Linked DNA regions of Sus scrofa: region 2 is linked to region 1. The links are chromatin contacts, called in public targeted proximity ligation maps. All regions are on one chromosome and are shown on one strand. The core of a region is the stretch at or near the end of the contact, and the rest is flanking DNA. Distances in the headings are between cores, read along the strand shown. Region 1 holds the start of PABPC1 (polyadenylate-binding protein 1). Region 2 overlaps PABPC1 (polyadenylate-binding protein 1).

The links.
Region 2: a targeted proximity ligation map of alveolar macrophages shows a contact between it and region 1. A contact is called at or near these places in 2 of 5 promoter capture datasets (fetal liver and liver), 7 of 47 Hi-C or Micro-C datasets (alveolar macrophages, blood, heart right ventricle and 2 more) and 1 of 2 datasets of targeted methods (alveolar macrophages).

The regions. Positions count from the first base shown.
Region 1 is chr4:36,136,209-36,138,908 of Sscrofa11.1, reverse strand. PABPC1 (polyadenylate-binding protein 1) reads right to left here and starts at 1,265. Exons shown (of 16, transcript XM_001927747.4): 1 at 1,084-1,265.
Region 2 is chr4:36,207,100-36,209,799 of Sscrofa11.1, reverse strand. PABPC1 (polyadenylate-binding protein 1) reads right to left here. Exons shown (of 16, transcript XM_001927747.4): 2 at 1-1,752. The coding sequence starts at 130. Among named protein-coding and RNA genes, the nearest start is that of PABPC1, 71 kb to the right of the region's middle.

The DNA of each region.
Region 1 (2,700 bases), core at 16-2,515:
AATCAATTCTAGTTTGTATTTCTTGAGCTTTTACAAAGTGCAAGGCATTGCTACAAGCACCTGACACGTGTTATTTCCCGGAGTACTTCCAACAACCCCAAAGGAACAGGTCCCAGTCCCTTACCCAGATCCCAGTCAGATCCTTAGTAAGCTTCAGAAGTCTAAGTTGTTTATATATATTTTTTCTTTTCACGGCCACATCGTGACAATAGGGAAGTTCCCAAGCTAGGGGTTGAATCAGAGCTACACCTGCCAGTCGACACCACAGCCACAGCAACTCGGGATCTGAGCAGTGTTTGCCACCTACACCACAGCTCACGGCAATGCCAGATCCTTTACCCACTGAGAGAGGCCAGGGACCGAACCCACATCCTCATGGATATTTACTAGTCAGGTTCTTAACCTACTGAGCCATGATGGGAACTCTGAGAGTTGTTCATTTTTATGAGAGATGAATCTGCTTGTGCTGGATTATTCACAACACCCCCGTAACACCCATCCATCATCAATATTAATATTTCTGCAGCAAACATATGGATAATCATGGCTTAATGGACTAAATAAACCTATATAAAGGCTCACATTAGTTCAAGTTTTGCCATCACATGAATTACCTGCAAGCTTAAAAAAAAAATCTGTTTTTCAGAGCCTTTTGGGTTTCAGAATGGCTAAAAAGGATACAGAATATTATAGCCCCATTATACAGGTGAGAAAACTGAGGTTTCCATCTATGCAGAGCCTCCCCAAGGTCACACTGAGGGTGATGGAGCCCGCCTTTGGACTGAGACGGACTGTGCTCACCCGAAGTCACGTCTGAACCTCGGCTTGACTCCAAACCTGTGTTCCCGAGGCAGGAGGGAGGGTACTCAGACCTGCCCTGCTCCACGTTCACCTGAGAAACCCGTGATGGCTGACAAATTCATTTCCACTGGGAATGAGATCAATTTTCTTATAAATTAATAGGCTAGAGCGCATATGGGAACGCCTTCTCAAAGAGGTTAGGAAAGTGAAACCAAACTCCAGTCGCGTCTGCGGAGGGGAGGGGCAGGGTGTGTGACTTTCCTGTTCTCGCAAAGCAAATACCTTGTCCTTCTGTTTTATCCAACCTCATGTGCTTTCTGTGATGCCACTTCTGCTCCGATGAACGGAGCGCCAGCCTCGGCTTTCCGCGGAGCAGCTGGGGTTTCCCACTGCTGCTTCCACCCGTGCTGCTGGTTCTCTGGAGCTGCTTCCTCTTTCCTTAGATCAGGTCTCTCTTCACCACGTCACTGGCCCTGGTGTTCGAGACGCTCGTCAGTCCTCTCCTCTGCTGATGCGAACCCTGTCACGTGGGCACCTGCTAACTCAAGAGCAGAGAAATAGAATGATTTCCCGTCAACGGCCTCAGTCTCGCTCTAGAACTAAAGGTTTGTCATTCTAACTGAAGTTAAAAAACAAAACAAAACAAAACAAAAAAAACCTGTTTCAGGGCATTAAAGAAGTGTATGTGTGTGTCTCTGTGTGCATGTTATTGCTGCCTTGCCAAGGCTCCTGCCTCTTCCGAGTCAACCAGCAACTTAGCAAGACATCAGATTCCAGGCGGCAGGAAAGAAAAGCAGAGAGACAGTGATTTTTTTGGCCCTTGAATTTCTGCGTTTCAGTGGTGATCGGCCTCAACTAAGTTCTCCTCACTGGTCTTTCCCTCTGGATAATGAGATGAGATTGTGGTGAATTTACACAAGTTTGGGTAACTTTGTATTTTTTCCCTTAAGTATATTGTCTTTCTTTGGCTATGTCTGAAGCCTGTCCAGACTTCCATGGGACAGAGCAATTGCTAGTATTTGCTCAAATTATTTGGTGGAGTCTGACATGGGCAAAGAAAAACTAAATAAAAACCGGATTGGCCCCCTTTAAACATTTTCTTTTTCCACAAGGATCTCTCTTCTTGTGAAATCCTGTTTACTCCTTGATGATCTTATGAAAGAGACTCTTTTGTTCTTCAAGTTATGAGAAAACAAACCATGGAAAGTAACAGGAACACCACTAATTTTCATTTAGGGCTGATGAATACTTGGGTGAAATCTATTAATGACAGAGATCAAAGGAGATAATACATTTTAACTCAAAGTTCTTTTTTTCTGCGATGGACCTCAGTGAAGACAAGCATTTCCTAACCTAATAAAGAAATCTGTGACAATTTGCTTAAGAGTTTTGTGTTTAGGAGTTCCCATTGTGGCGCAGTGGTTAACGAATCTGACTAGGAACCATGAGGTTGCAGGTTCGATCCCTGCCCTTGTTCAGTGGGTTAAGGATCCGGCATTGCCGTGAGCTGTGGTGTAGGTCGCAGACGCGGCTCGGATCCTGCGTTGCTGTGGCTCTGGCGTAGGCCGGGGACTACAGCTCCGATTAGACCCCTAGCCTGGGAACCTCCATATGCCGCGGGAGCGGCCCAAGAAATGGCAAAAAGACAAAAAAAAAAAAAAAGTTTTGTGTTTAAATTACATATGGTGTGGTGGGTCTTGACCTCCCTGTGTTTTTTCACAATGCAAGTCCAGTGAAATAAATTCCAGCAAAGGTTTTCATGGGCACAGTCTCTTCTGACAGTGAAGCAGCCCCTCATTTCTTTGTTGTTGTTCTGCAGGAAATGTGCAGTCGCAGATCACAGGGCCTCTCTTCCCTCACCTTTGGTTCCAGCTCACATCTTCTGCCCTCGACATTGCA
Region 2 (2,700 bases), core at 15-2,514, 71 kb before region 1:
TGCAGACCCGGATGGAGAGGATGGGCCCGGCCGGGCTGAACTTCTCGTAGAGCATCGCCTCGGTCACGTCGGGGTGTAGGTCCCCCACGTAGAGCGAGGCCATGGGGTAGCTGGGGGCGCTGGGGTTCATCTTGGCACGGCTGCCCGCAGGGCCACAGGCCGCGACCTTTCCGTGAGAGGAGAGCGAGTGCTGGGGCCGGGGGGCCGGAGCCGGGGGGAGGGGAGCGGGGGCAAGCGCAGAGGGACAAAAATCAACCGGAATCGAAAACTACTCAACGGCCGCAGAACGGAGTCGATCCGCTTGCCGCTGGCTGCTGGCTGCCGGCAGGGGAGAGAGGGTGGCGGTGTCGGGTCCGGGCAGCGGGAAGGCCTCGGTCTCTTGGTTCCTTCTTGGAGCTGCTGCGGGGCCGCGGGCGGGCGGGTCGGTCTCGGCTGCTTCACCGGGTTATTTTATAAAAGAGGAAGAAAAAAAAATAAAAGTCTCCGGCGGGGGAGACGCGGATTTTTTGTAAATTTTTTTTGGGTTTTTTAAAAGATTTTTTTAGATTTTTTTTGGATTTTTTTAATAATAAATGTGTGTTCCGAGCCCGGAGCACACACTCCGCACTCTCAGCACTAACCGCCGGGGAGAAGGGGAAGCACCGCCTCCTGCACCCTCTACTTATACCCCCCGCCGCACTCGCCCCGCCCCCGCGCGTCTGACGCTAGGGCCCTACGCGAACGTCAGCGCCGGAGGAGGAGGAGAAAAGGGGGCAAGGAGGAGGAGGGAAAAGAAAAAAAGGAGGAGGAAAGAGCCGAGAGGAAGGGAGAGGTGGCGGCGGTGGCTGCTGCGGGCGTGGGGGTGGGGCTGGGGCGGAGGGGCGGGGCTTCTGCGCACGCGCCGCGGCCGGGGGAGGCGGAGCCTGTGCTGCGTAGCGCCTGTGGGGGAGGGGAGGGCCGGCTCGCGGGCTGCACTTGGAGGAGGTGGGTGGGACGGCCCCTCCTCCCACACACCCCGCCCCACCTCCACCCGGGAGAAGCGTTAACCCGTCACCGCGGCTGTGGGCGGCACGCGGGGCTTCCGGGTTCCCGGGCGCTAACTACCCCCCACGTGCACGGCCACCCGGGCCTCTTCCCGCCGCAGCCAACCCTGTTCCATTCGCCCACGCCCCCAAGGGATGCCGGGCACGAGTGGATGGGCGTGATCCCTTCCAGGCCCGGTTTCCCAAACGTGGGGGAAAGGAGCCAGGGCTGGCTCCTCCGTTCTCCTACCGGACCGCACTACGAGTCCCAGCGGGCAGTGCCGCCGCGCGCCTCGACCGCAGAAGCGGTGCTTGCTGGGAGCTGAAGTCCCCAACGGCCGCAGCGCTCGCTGACCCCAACTGGCCGCGGGTCCTGGCTGCCAGCTCGGGGACCTCCAACCGTCCGGTCCCTGGGCCCCAGTGGCGGCCCCGCGGTGCTTCCAGTAGAGGAGGAGAGAGGGGAGGGGCCCTCAGACTCCAGATCCTCTCGCTTCCGAGCCCTAGACTCTCCTCGTTCTGCCCGAAGGAGCTGTCGTTGGTCGAAGTGATTTTAATTTGGGGAAACTATTTTGGGGGCTTTGTCCACTTGCCTTTTTAAGGCATCGTGATCACTATTCACTTAGGTGGTAGACTGGAATCACTGATACGTGCCGTTTCTGCCAGAAATTTCTTTGAGGTAGAAAAAAGGTCTCGAGAAAAATTAATGTTTTTCTTTAAAGTATGAACATCAGTCATGCGTGACAGCACAGACCTGCAACCAAGCAAAATTAGTACTAGTCAAAACGCAGTATTAAAAATGTTTAAAACAATTTCGTAGTTAGTTATGGGCTTTAATAGGAATGCTAAACGTAATGAGTTGATAGCCATAAAAAATACTAGTTAATAGGAATGATGTTAAGTCAACATACAGATCCCACTTTAAAATAGTAATGCACTTTACAGATTTTAAAGCACTTGCAAAAACATCCTATCATTTGTTCCCTACAGCAATATTGTGTGGGAGGTGGAGCAAGGAGTAATTATTTTACTGTTAAAGGAATGGTCTCAAGTTAAATGCCCAATTCATTCTTCAATGCATGCCAGATACATTGCCAGGTGTGGACTGGGTACTTTATTCTCATTTAATTAAAATGTAAACTTGCAGAATCCCCCATAAGTGCTAGTCTGTCCCCAACTGGTAGGAAGAGTATAATATTTTGGAAAATACGTTGCTTTATGTGCCTTAGTATGCAAAAGAGCAAAACTGAGGACTATGCATTAAGAAGACATATCTACTACTAATGATAAATCACCATTCAATCTATTAGAACTCTGTGGTTAACAGCCGTCCATATATTTATTGAATACTTAGCAAGTGTATCTGTAGGGAAGGAAAACAGATGAAAGACACAAATACTTGTCTTCAAGAAGCTTCTAATGAGCTCTCTGGTAATCATATAAATATCAGCATTAGTCAGTACAATTAACAGCCAAGCCTAGCGTTTTATCTGGCTCTGACAATTTTCTATTAGATACTAAATTAGTTTTCTTAAAAAGAATGATGGAAATGCCATTATTGTACTTCAAAGAAAACATAATTTCCTTTTATTTAGTATTTTCCTTAAATTACTGAACAGAGACAATATGAAACACCAAACAGGGATAAAAGAAGAGGTGCACTCATTAAAAGCAGGGTGAAGGGAGAGCATCCCCCAACAAC